3 separate regions of the Mus musculus genome follow, and regions 1 and 2 are each linked to region 3. A link is a contact called in public Hi-C and targeted proximity ligation data. All regions are on one chromosome and are shown on one strand. The core of a region is the stretch at or near the end of the contact, and the rest is flanking DNA. Distances in the headings are between cores, read along the strand shown.

Region 1 (4,497 bases), core at 634-3,133, 87 kb after region 3:
AAGAGAGCAAGAAGCAAGAGAGCAAGAAGCAAGAGAGCAAGAAGCAAGAGAGCAAGAAGCAAGAGAGAGAGAGAAACGAAACCCCGTCCCTCTTAAGGAGCATTCTCCTTCGCCTCGGACGTGTCACTCCCTGATTGGCTGCAGCCCATCGGCCGAGTTGACGTCACGGGGAAGGCAGAGCACAAGTAGTCATAAGATACCCTTGGCACATGCGCAGATTATTTGTTTACCACTTAGAACACAGCTGTCAGCGCCATCTTGTAACGGCGAATGTGGGCGCGGCTCCCAACAGTGGAGCAAAAGGCAATTGTGAATCTTTGCAGGGAGAATGCTAATCTCTCTGTGCTTTTGCAGGTAGGATTTGAAAGAGCAAAAGTATCTCCTTCCACCTCTTCCATGGAAAGATCTGTGTAGCCCTGGCTCTCTTGGAACTCACTCTATAGACCAGACTGGCCTTGAACTCAGAGATCCACTTGCATCTGCCTCCCTAGTGCTGGGATTGAAGGCATGTGCCACCACCTCCAGGCTAATGCACTACTGATTCTTGGTCTATGTGTTCTTGGTCAGGTTCAACATTGATGGTAGGTTCCATTTGCACTACCTGTGGGGCTCATCGTCTCCCTACAACTATCAAATGCAGAAACACCAAGCAGACTTGCATTTGGGTCGTTTTGTTATGTTGGCGAGATGGTTTAGAAAAACAGTAACACACAACCCTGGAGCCAGTCCTGTAGCCATGTGGACCACACTCCACATGGGATCTGAAGGATCAGACATGCAGGCCAGCTTGTGATTATTTTTCCAGTTTCCAGAAGGTTCTTAGGAAGAAGAATTGCTTGGAAATTTGGGAAAAGGAAGCATGCCAGGGCCAGAAGGCTTAACAGACAAAAACTGTTATAGATGCTGAAGGTGACAATCCTGAGTCTTTCCAGGTTAAGTCTTTGGGTGAGTTCCCCCCTCAGTAGTAATCAGAGATTCTCAAGAGCTGGCCTGAATTCTTCTTTGCATAAGCCAGGTATTTTCAAGGTCAGGGGTGAGGCCTGTGCTGGAGGGGTACTGGCCCTGCTTAGAGGTAATTGGTCTGAAAGAGTGGCTATTGTGAGCTCTAGGGGAAGCAGGACCGGCTGGCTTCTGCTGCTGGCTACTGTCACAGTCCCCTTGGCAGCCCCCGGTTCTTGCTCATAAATATATGCAGACTTTCTGAAAGCACTGGAGCCTTTTCAAGGGAAGGGGAAAACACGGTTCGGTTCATTGTTAGCTCTACAGTTGCTCCCGATTTTAAGAAGGGCAGATGTTTGATGGAACAGATGTTGCCAGGGACCCAGTGGGAATAGTCCTGAGACTTCATTTGAGAACAATGGTTTCCAAAAACAAAAACAAAAACAAAACAAAACAAAACAAACAAATAAACAAACAAAAAATGGTTTCAAAGAACATAACTTTTCATAACAAAAAATGTCAGGACATGAAATTGTTGCACTGCTGTTTGAGGTGTGGAGAGGGTAATAGTCTTGCATGGCCTCCAACTTCAGCCTCCAGTGTAAATACCGTGCAGAAAGAGTCCTTTTGCCAGGAAGCCATTAGGAAAGTGATGTTGGGCCAACTGAAGTCCTGTGTGCATGACAACTGTCAGCTGATCAGGAACTCTCAAACTCCTGTTCTTATAATAGAGTAATATGCAAAAGAGAAGACAAAACAGTTGGCCTTCTCAGCCATGCTTAACAACTTGGACTTAACACCCCCACCAGCTGTAAATTGAGTGTGTTAAGTCATAAATCTCAAAGGAGGTGAAAGTTCCTTGGCAGATAATGAGCTGTCTCCATTATCTTCTCATTCATGACTTCCTGTGGGGGAGCTTGGGAGAGCAGTTGGGCTTTCTTTGACAAGCATCTGCAGATAAGCAGGGGAGTGTTTCTGGCAGTTTTTCAGGGTAGTCTGTCCCCTCTTTGATGGGGGCACTTTGGAGGCTCTCAGGGGACAGTGGTTACTTCCCACTCTGCAGTGCCCACATCTTTACATCTTCAAAGACAGACTTAGTTTTTAAAAAAAAAAACAAACCCAAAACCAAAAAACAAAAAAACAAATGAAGGAAATTCCCCAAAGAACCTTCCCAGGGAGCAACAAAAACATCCGCTGTAAACAGCAGGTTCATCTTCTGACAGGTTTTGTTTGCAAATGATAACAATTACAGGTAATTTTTCATTTCAATTGGAGGAGCAGGTATTAAGGAGGGGGGAGGGGCAGAGAAAAGATGAGCTCACAAGCTCTCTCAAGGGCCTCATTCACTCCCAGGTCTACAACCTGAGCTGCGTGGAGGACCAGGTAGTGGCTCCCCGTTCCATTAAGAGATCTAATTGTGGCTGTTCCGTCTGTTGGCAGATGCAGTTTCCACATAACAACGGCCCAGAGACAGAGCTGCGTGATTAATGCCTCCAGCTGTCATATGCCCCATTATCTGTGCATTTGCATAACTTAATGGTTTAGGACAGGGGAGAGAGGATGCTTAATTTAATGTTTAGCAGGCCCTTGATAGCTGAATAATTTAAGAACTGTCAAGGGGGGTCAGTCCTACACCAATTCAGCAAGACAGCTATGATTTCTGCATATCGTTAAAAATTCTTGCTGGGGAGATTTTTTTTTTTAAAGGGAAAAAGAACAACAATGCCTGAAAGGAAGCATTGATTTTTTTCCTGTTAACCATTTCCTGGCTGTGACAAGTGGAAGTTTGTTTTTGACAGCAGCTGCTTGTTTGAAGACCACAGGGGAAGCATGGGTCGCTCCTCTTCCCCTCCTCTATGGACACCCCCTCCCCCAGCCTCTTCCCTCCCTCGCTTTCTGATCATGTCTCCTTTTGTTCCCCTCAACCATCTCACCCTTTATGCCCTATTTTATGACCCACTTACAATCCTCTCCTGCTCTTTACCTCTAGCCTCTCATTTAGCTGAAAGGCATATGGGGAGGAGGGAGAAGGGAGATGTTGGGGGAGGCGGGAGGCGGAAAGGGAGCATGGACAGGGAGGAGCATAATTTGCTTAAAATCAACTAACAGCCCAAGTTGCTTTCAATAGGAAACACTGTCAGTTTCATTAGTTGCTAATGAATATTATTAAACTAATCTGTCATTTGTTTTCTAATTATGTGTCACCAGGCATCATGGTGGCAGCTGAGGTGACTCACTAGTGAATAATGTGTAGAGCTCCCTCACCTCTTTTTTTTTCTTTTCCAGAGTAAAAACAGCAAGTGATTAGCGATCATTTCACCCTGCATAGTCAGCCACCCCAGCCCTTGGTAGTCATTTTTCTCCCACACATTCTCAGTACAGCGAGGCAGTGGTTCAGCCTTGGCAGTCCATTCCCAGGGTACTGACCTGGCCCACCTCAAACCTGACTCAACCTTGTTTCTACGTTCTCAGCTGGTGTGAGACAATCTTAGATCAACTCCCTCCAAATCTTGTGGGTCTGGATTTTGGGCAACTCAGTTGCCTGGTGAGATGTATACTAGGCAGCTTTTGATGCTTGGCTGGTCTCAAAGGTCCAAAGCAATTCTGCTCAAATGACTGGCACTTTGATGGGCTGGTTAGACTTCTGAGTCTCTCTCTCTCTCTCTCTCTCTCTCTCTCTCTCTCTCTCTCTCTCTCTCTCTCTCTCTCTCCCTCTCTCTCCCTCTCTCCTTCTCTCACCTTGGGGATTCCAAGAATTCTGAAGACCAGAAGTGGCAACTCTCTGTGACCTTGGAAGCATTCTGGACATTTCATTTTTATTACATTTTGAGACAGTTTTGTCTGTCACAAAGACTCAAGAGGTGATGGGTAGGGGGCGTGCATATCTGTGGTTGGAGGTGTGTATACGGGAGTGTGGCTCAACAGTTAGAGACAAACACTGCTCTTACAGAGGCCTGGAGTTCGTGCACACACAGCCATGCACCTAATGGAAGGCACCAGTCTATGGTCCTCTTGAATCTGTCAAGTCTCACTGGCTCTTGCCTCTGTCACAGTCCTTTAGATTTCTTGTGTCCCTCCTTTCTAACCAAGCTGGTGGTTATCTCACTAGTGGTCTGGTTCCCACCTTTCTGGATCTTGCACCAGAATTATTCAAACCCAAAGACTGGAGCAACCCCTGCCTCCATTCTCATAGCGATCTGAGCTGCTGAGTGTGACCTAGCAAAAGGCTGTGTCTCGGAACAGTGGCTCCAACAGAAAAAGACTGTTCAGCTCTCAAGTTTGTCCTCAAAGCTCTGCTTCTGATTTTTTAAAAATTTCTTGTACTACCTTACTATCTCTTGAGATACTCAGCCCAGCCTTTCCCCTCTAACTAGACCATCCCTCCCAACCAACCTAGCTCCTCTCTTCAGAGCATCTCATTTGATCTCTGTGAGGGAAGCTTTCCTTCTCTGGGGCAGGCAAGCTCCTTGTCACCTGCACACACTGACTCAAACCACCATGTCTATTGTGAGGTTTTCCATTCCTTCATGTCTTCCTTCACCTGGACTGTTCATGGCC
Region 2 (3,940 bases), core at 1,156-3,655, 120 kb after region 3:
CCAAGCAGAGAAATTGTCTTGCATAGATGCATAGACCAGGGTTTCTTACCCTCTCCATGAGCATCACTTTGGAGTGGAATTTCTTGTGTTGGCTTCTAGTCTATGGATTATGATCTATTTAAAAGCACCTGCCCTCACAACTCCAGCCTCTGTAGTTTGATGTCAGTGGCATATTTCCAGATGTGATGAAAACATCTCTGGACTGTGACAAAGTTGTCGCTGGGCTGGTTGAGCCTCACTGGTTTCATGAGGGTGGCTGGTGAAGTCAGCACTTTACTTCATATCCTCTCTAACGGTGTCCTTGGATTTAAAGCTGAGTGGCTGGGTGCTGGGGATGTAGCTCAGTGGTAGGGAACTTGCCTAGGATGTGCCAGGCCCTGGATTCTGCCCTCAGAACCCTAAAATCAAACACAAACCAAAAAAATAAACAAACAAACAAAAAAACAAACAAAAAACCAAAAAACAACAACAACAAAAAAACCACACTAATAGTGTCTTTATTCTCTGCTTCTGGGGTAGCAGGCTTATTCTAAGACAAGAGTGCCTGTGTTTTAAGTAACACTTCTTGTGATTCTTACATTCTGGACATCCCATCATAAAACACAAGCCCGAAAGGCACACACCAAATATACTGCACTTCCTGATTGCCAGGGAGGGAGCGCGTTCTTGCTCCTCCTCTCCTGGATCCATGCAATAATTAGCCAAAGTAAAATGAATATTAGCCCATGCTTAGCTGCCTTACTGTGAGCTTGCCAGCACTGACCCAGTAGTGCTAAACCAATTATTTTTTGAACTTTATGGCTTTAAATAATCCCTTGCTCTAAAATTCCCTGTACCCCTCAGCTACTTAACCACAGGCCCCTCTGCCCTAAATCCTTTTCTTATACTTTGTAGCTTTTTAAGCAAGGCCCCTCTTTAAGAAGACATAATCCCTTCTCTGTAGAAAACATGAAAGACCTTGAACAAATCAAGATTTCTCCATGGAGAATTCAGTTAATCCTGCGCTTATTGCCTAACAAGGAAATCCATCTCTCCACCAAGCACGCCATTACCCGGACTAATGCCTGACTTGAATAACAAGCAAATTATTGTGCTTTTAATTGTACCCTGCCTGGTCACGAAGCACATCTGAGAGAGGGATGTGGCATCTCTTCCCGAGAAACAGGTCAAGCCTCTAATCCTCCTTTTCTTTTTGCCTTCCCCTCCCCCTCCAACCCTTTCTCTTCCCAGCAGCAGAAGGGGGGAAAAAGACAGCTAAATTATGTTTAAAATGGAAGAGCTAAAGAAGAAAAAAAGGCAGTAAATACTGACTTGGGAGAAGGAGAATTATCCTCTGTCTCTGCGGTGTGGCTCATTTGAGAACAATCAATGTTATCATAACCCCATTACCAGAGGGCGATCTCTCTCTCTCTCTCTCTCTCTCTCTCTCTCTCTCTCTCTCTCTCTCCCTCTCCCTCTCCCTCTCCCTCTCCCTCTCCCTCTCCCTCTCCCTCCCCCTCCCTCCCCCTCCCCCTTTTCTAAACCAGACTCCTAGTGCATCTGTGCTATTGACAGTTTGGGCTGGATAACTCTCTGCTGTGTGTGTTAGTGGTGGGTCTCTCCTGAATGCTGTAGAACGCTCAACACCTTGTCAAGTTGTGTCAATCCAAAATGTTCCAATATGATAACAAAGACTCTTGGATGTCATGCCAGTCACCCTGATTGAGAGTCACAAACCAAACCCAACATATTGCGATGGACTGGTTGTATATGATCGTCCATCTCTACACAAACGCTAATCAAATCAGGATTTTTTTAAAACTGGAAACCAGGGAGGCAATCATGTCCTTCATGTATGTAGAACAGAATGAAATAAAAGGCAGCCGAAGCATTTGTTGTCAGGAATAGGGGAGTTGCTTGTTTCAGGATCCAGGATGCAAAAAGACTTGGCATTTGATCCTCAGTGCACAGACAAGTGTCTCTGAATGCAGGAAGCTTTTGAATGCCCCTCCCCATCTTGCAGTCTTAGAAACTGGGCTTGTTTTGGGTGGGAGAAGGATGATATGAAGGTTTACAGCGTAAGAACCATTACCCAGAAGTGCTGATACCCAAGATAGTTGAGGTCGGATGGAGAAGTGGTGAGCCTCAAGCTCTTTCAGACAATGCCAGCCAACCATCCTGAGACCTGGAAACCAGCATCACGGAAAGCGCCCCACAGCGGAAGTATTAGTCACGCGCTGCACTGCACTTAGAGTTGCAACCTTAGAGGAAAACGCCGTCTTACTCCGAGGTACAAAGAATCAGCTTATTTTTAGAACTTACTAGAAGCTTTGTTGTCTGTCCTTTAGTGGCCTCGAGCAAATATGGGAGAGAAAGGCATTGCCGTTAACCTCCGTGACCAATAGATGGCGGTGTATCTCTTCCTGAGAAGCCAGGCTTGGCAGCAGCTGGTAAGACCTCCTTAAGCTAAGGAAGACAAGTGCCACTCGGTGTCCTCTGGAAGACAGGCATTTCCTCCCATTGTTGGCACAAACAGCTCCAAACAATTGTACTGACCACACACCTTCAAGCCACATTCCGGGGTGCTGCTGGCTGCCCTGGAGTGAATGCCAGGAAAACGAACCAAGCTGCTAATTTGCTTGATTGGGGGGCGGGGGGGGGGGGGAGGGGGGGAGAAGGAGCGGGAGAAGGAGGGGGAGAGGAAGATCTTGAGTAACAATGGGCATGATTTATTTTTCCAACACGAATAGGGGCAATGCTATTTTAGCCCCTCTTCCAACTGCTGAAGTAAATGAAAGCAGCCACCTAATTAGCCGGAATCACTAGCTAGCAGAGGAAAAATTTCTGCTGCGACTCAGGCTGGGGTGGGGAGTTGGGAGAACCGGGTGTGATGTTGGAGGAGGAGAATGGGTGGGAAGGAAAAGGAGGCCAGGCGAACAGAAGGCTTTTGTAGAGCCCCTGGCTGCCTGCAGTCTGTGGGCTGAGCTGGCCCCGACCCTGAGAGAACAAGGGAGCTGTGGTTCTTCACATTCATCTTCTGCAGGCGGAAAAAGCATCTGCTGCAAGACCGGTCTCTGAGTTGATTTTTAAAGTGCTACCGGTGTAGATGAATTAGCTTGGGAAAGAGAGTCCAGCCCTGTGTCGTCTGGCTGACCTGCTGGTGGGCTGTACCAGGACCCCGCAGGAAGGCTCTCTGATGCACCATTAGGGACATTTCAGGCTGATCTGAGACCAAATTTGGCTGTTGGTCAGGAATGAAACAAATACCTAGTTATAGACTGATCCTGACTAATTGTCCTTCTCTAGCAGGACATATGCGCCATCCCTACAAGGGCAGTATCAGGAACTATCAGCACAACAATGGGCAGGTAGGCGCTGTTGAAATCTTCCACTTCACGAACTGAAGTGCTAATTTATTTGTTCAGGGATGACTTTGGTTTTTTAGTTCGATATCACTCTAATTGAAATACTTCACTAATGCGATTTATCCCAACTGTAAACTGTCAGTTCCCACAGCTGTTGCCTTTTTTCAAGCAATCTGGCAAATGTGTACGGCTAAAAACACAACCTTAGGAGATTGAGAAGGAGCCTGCACAATTTTCTTCCCCCCCCCCTCAGCTGGCCCACATCACCCCTCCCCCCCCAGCCCCGCCCCTGAAAACCTTTGAAACCACACGCTCCTTTTCCATAGCCACACCCACTTCGATTTTGGACAGATCTGCTGTGTTTGGCTGATCAATGTCTGTCCTTCGTCTTCTAGACTTGTACCTGGTTTTCCTCAGGGGACATGTGTCTTTAGTGAGGTGGACTTTGGTCTTCTGTGCTGGGGTGGTGGACATGTTATCCAGATGTAATAAAAATCTTTATATTTCCACCTATTTTGGGCTCCTGATGGAGGGTCTTGCTCAAATTAGCAAAGCAACAGCCATAAAACCGAAAGGAGACCCAGTTAACTTTGAAT
Region 3 (4,284 bases), core at 705-3,204:
CGTGCGCCACCACGCCCGGCTCCATATGTTCAACTCTTACAAGGAGAGGAAAGAAAGCTACTAAAGAGAGCAGAGAGGAGAGGAGAGGAGAGGAGAGGAGAGGAGAGGAGAGGAGAGGAGAGGAGAGGAGAGGAGAGGAGAGGAGAGGAGAGGAGAGGGACTGGGAGGGAGAGAGAAAGGAGGCAGTCTTATTGGGACAGTTGTACAGTGACAGGTTGAAGAGAAAACAAGCTAGATACAGGTAAAGACAGAACAAGCCAGGGAACGAGGAGCCAGGAGATTAGAGTAGGTTGCCAAGTTAGTATGAGGCCAAGCAGAGAATTTCAGGAGAGCTTGAGAAAGAAACAAGATAGAATCACCTGGCTTGAAGAGGAGTTTTGAGCCAGAACAGCGGAGTTGAACCAGCCAACAAGAATTTGGAAAGAGCCAGAAAATGTGAGCGTATTGAGCAGTAAATCTCAGAGGCTGAAAATTTTATGGGTCTAGATTAGATTATACAGAGGCCAGAAGCTTCCAGGACTAGGCCTAAGTTAAGCTCCAGACAACAGTTAAATCAGGTGAATAAAGTTTACCAAGTTCCTTTGTATAGTCCTGGCTGTCCTGGAATTTGCTCTGTAGATCAGGCTGGCCTTGAACTTAAGGCTTACCTCTACTTCTACCTCCCCAGTAAGACACCGCCTATCTCCAGCTATGTAAGTTTTTAAACTAAGGTGCTGAAGAAGGCCGTGGACCTGGCTTTATTCGGCCTTTTCTAACAATTTTGCTCTACTACTCCCAGACTCAAAGCAGTGTTTCTGTTCACAGCCACACCCCTTCTACAGGTTATGGGAAACAAACAAGAGCCCAAATGCTCAAAGGCTGAATTGCACGCCTGTCAAACTGAGGCCACAGATGCGGAGATCAGCATTAACGCTCAGTAGGCACGGTGCCTATTCCTGCCATCCATTGTACAAAAGAACTTGGGAAAATGTTTTCATAGTAAAGGAATCTGGGTGAAACTGCAAAGTAGAGGGAAAAATGCTTTTAAAATGTTCTGGACTTCAAAAGAACTACCCTAGCATAGAAGGGGCCTTCTTGTTCCAGAATCTCAAGCGAGCCTCCAGCACAACTCCTTTGAAAAGGGAACTTGTGTGGAAAAGTTTGAACAGATGTGGCACTGTGCCCAGCTCGGCTCAGGGCCACATTCCTCCGGCCCTGACTATATTGTGCTCCCGTTAATACCTCCTCACAACTTGAGGACCTCCTGCACAAGAGCCAACATTCAGGTTCCTGCTCCTCAGTTCATGAAAGAGATAATGAGAGAACAGAGACTCAGCGACTTGAAAGAGGCTGTCCGCGATGAGGGTGGGGGTGGCGGTAGGGGTGGGGTGGGGCTGCCCCCAAAGTTCGTAGCCACCCGTGGGGCAGTGAGCTAGAGCGCAAGTGCAAATACAAAGGCTTCGTATGTGATTTTTGAGACAGGGACCCTCCACGTAGTGTGGCTGGCCTCCACGTAGCTATCCTCCTGATTTACCCTGCTGGGATTATCAGGTGCACCAGGTCACAATCCTATGACCGCACTCTTCAACCATTTCTACACGCTGCACCTCCTTCTTTGAGTGTCCTGTCTCTACGTCGGAGTGTCTGTGAGGGTCTTAGGAAAGTCCGGTGAACAGTGGGGACTGGCTCTGGGACAAATGCAGCATAGCCCAGCTCAGCTGGAGGTGGGCCAGGAGCAATGGGTTTGCGCGCCACCTCGAAGTTGTTCAGAGGCCAGGGCAGGGGACTCTGCGCCCAGAGGTGCGCGAAGGCAGAAGGCACCTCGCCACGCGGGTGGCTGGTGCAATCCCCTGCTCTCTTGCGTTGACCGCTAAAGCCGATTGAAATTCTAAACTCCAGGAGGAGTTGATTGATCGTAGACTCCGATAGTGAGCGTGGCCAATAGGGAGGGGAGCTTCTGAGCGAGAGCCAATCAGTGAGCGGCCTGAGACAGCGAACCAATGGAGCGCCGACTCAGCAGGCTGAAGCCCGCTCTGCCTTTGCATCCGGAGACGCGGGCTGTTCGCGTGGTCTCTGCTCCTGCCACTTCCCCTGCTGTCGCCTTAGCACCATGGAAGCCACCAAGCAAGTGGTTAACTTTGGGCCCGGGCCTGCCAAGCTGCCACACTCGGTAAGGTGGCTGGGGTTTGGTCGGAGTGCGGGCATCGGGATGTGGGGCGTCGGGATGCGGGTGTTGAGATACAGACAGCGGTGAGCAGGGATGCCGCCGTGGAGAGATAGTTGCTGAGGCCGAAATGCGCTCCTGTGCACAGACGCGGGCGTTCACTTCCAGCCGGCCTCCTGGTGGCGTGGCCTCTGCGGCTCCCGCGTGCACAGGCGAGCGTAGGAGTGTGAATGAATGGGCGGTCGGGGCGGCACGTTTCCTTCCGGGGAGCGCAGGCTAAGCTCCGGGCGCTGGGAGCATAGTCCTCAGAACTCGGAAATTGAAAGCTGCCGGCTTCTCCCTCTTCGCCTCCACCGAACCCACCCAGCCCTTAAGCCTTTCTCCTGGAAACCTGCCTGTCTCCTCAGACTCTGAAAGGCTTTGGTCTGTTTGGCCAAGTTCCATTCACTTGATCGGTGTGTCATCCCGTCCCATCCTGCACGGGTTCCTCCCGCACCCCAGCTGTGCGGAATGAGATGCCTCTCGTGGCCGGGAGCCCATGGACCAGCTGTCCAAGCTGCTATCTGGTAACCGCTTGCCACAGCTCGCAGGCATGGCCAAGAATTGTACAATTATCTTTTGTTGAACCCTGGCGATCTCCCCGGGACACCACGGTCTCTGTTGGGGTAGAAACAGGATAGTGTGAGAGAGGGAAAGACGCCTTTCTTTTGTAGGGACAGCGACACAAGCTGAGAACAGGGCTTTTTCTGCAGCCATTGCAGTTCATCTTACATGACGGTCTTTGGTAGAACTGTGGGACCTTCTGGGAGATCTCCCCCACCCCCATCCCTCTCTGTTTTGGAAAGCTCTGGGTTTTTTGTTTGTTTGTTTGTTTGTTTGTTTTGTTTTGTTTTTGCCAGGTTAGGTAAGGCAGTGTCTCTCAGTACAGGCTAGCCTAGAATTTACTTTGTACCGCACGCTGGTTTTGAACTATTCCTGCCTCCACCTCCCAAGAGAGCAGTGTCTTACTTAGGGTTACTATTGCTGTGATGAAACACTGTGGCCAAAAGCAACTAGTGGAAGGAAGGGTTTATTTCACTCACAGTTCCCTATAACAGTTCATTATCAAAAGCAATGAGGACAGGGACCTGGAGGCAGGAGCTGACGCAGAGGCCATGGAGGGGCGCTGCTTTCTGGCCTGCTCTCCGTGGCTTTCTCAGTCTTTATAGCACTCAGGATCACCAGCCCGGGGGTGGCACCGCCCACAGTGTCAAGTTGACAAAAATAGTCAGCATGTAGGAATTACAGGCATGTGCGATTAACTTCAATGTAGTAAGCCTTCTTGATTTAGTTTCGAAGCTTTCAAAATTCATGTATGGGTGTGTCTGTGTGTGGGTGTGTGTACGCGCATGGGTCAAGTGCCTGAGGAAGTGACTTAGAGGTGGTTGTGAGCTAGCTGATGTGGGCTCTGGAGCTCCAACTGCAACTCCTGGAAGAGCAGTCTGTGCTTGTCCCAGCTGAGCCATCTCTTCCATGACTTCTCCGGCCATCATTTAAAGGAAGGCACTTGGAAAAATTCACTGCTGGAGTAAACCTCTTGTAAATCTTAAGCTCCAGGGTATCGGAGGTCTTCTGGCTTCAGAGGGTAGATGTACAAATAAATGAATACTAAGATAAATTAAAAAAAAGACTGAAAATAAGTTCAAAGATGGTTTCAGATAGTAGGGGGACGGGATCTGGTAGAGCTCCTGCTTGCTGTTTGCTGAGGCAGGTCCTGTTTAATCCTGTTGAACGCACAAAACCCAAGACTCTGTCCCAGGTGCTTCTTTTAATAGGGATGTGTTCACTGAAATTTAACTTGAATGTTTTTGATTTATATATATGTGTGTGTGTGTGTGTATCATACTCCTACATATATAAAAAACTAAGATTCTGTTTTTGTTGCAGGTGTTTCTTTTAGAATATGAATGTATAAACTAAAATTTACTCAAATTGTATATATATACACACACACTATATATATATATACACATACATATTGAGATAAACATATATTACACACACACATGGCCAGTGCAGTTTCAACATAAAATTTAATGATATCTTGTTCTCTCTTTCTCTCTACCTCTCTCTCTTTTTAAGCTAGATTAGCAGGATAGGAT

The links. Hi-C and Micro-C count contacts between places; a contact is called where the count stands out from the background.
Region 1: a contact with region 3 is called in a Hi-C map of the G1E-ER4 cell line, with 2.5 times the contacts expected there. A contact is called at or near these places in 5 of 484 Hi-C or Micro-C datasets (the G1E-ER4 cell line, centroblasts, macrophages and 1 more), 1 of 130 datasets of targeted methods (epiblast stem cells) and 3 of 9 other capture datasets (adipose tissue, liver and pancreatic islet).
Region 2: a targeted proximity ligation map of pro-B cells shows a contact between it and region 3, with 2.1 times the contacts expected there. A contact is called at or near these places in 2 of 484 Hi-C or Micro-C datasets (Sertoli cells and pre-pro-B cells), 3 of 130 datasets of targeted methods (the 230-238 cell line, astrocytes and pro-B cells) and 1 of 9 other capture datasets (pancreatic islet).

What each region holds. Positions count from the first base shown.
Region 1 is chr19:15,835,182-15,839,678 of GRCm38.p6, reverse strand. No RefSeq gene overlaps it. Among named protein-coding and RNA genes, the nearest start is that of Psat1, 88 kb to the left of the region's middle.
Region 2 is chr19:15,800,491-15,804,430 of GRCm38.p6, reverse strand. No RefSeq gene overlaps it. Among named protein-coding and RNA genes, the nearest start is that of Gm24319, 120 kb to the right of the region's middle.
Region 3 is chr19:15,922,729-15,927,012 of GRCm38.p6, reverse strand. Psat1 (phosphoserine aminotransferase 1) reads left to right here and starts at 1,954. Exons shown (of 9, transcript NM_177420.2): 1 at 1,954-2,149. The coding sequence starts at 2,090.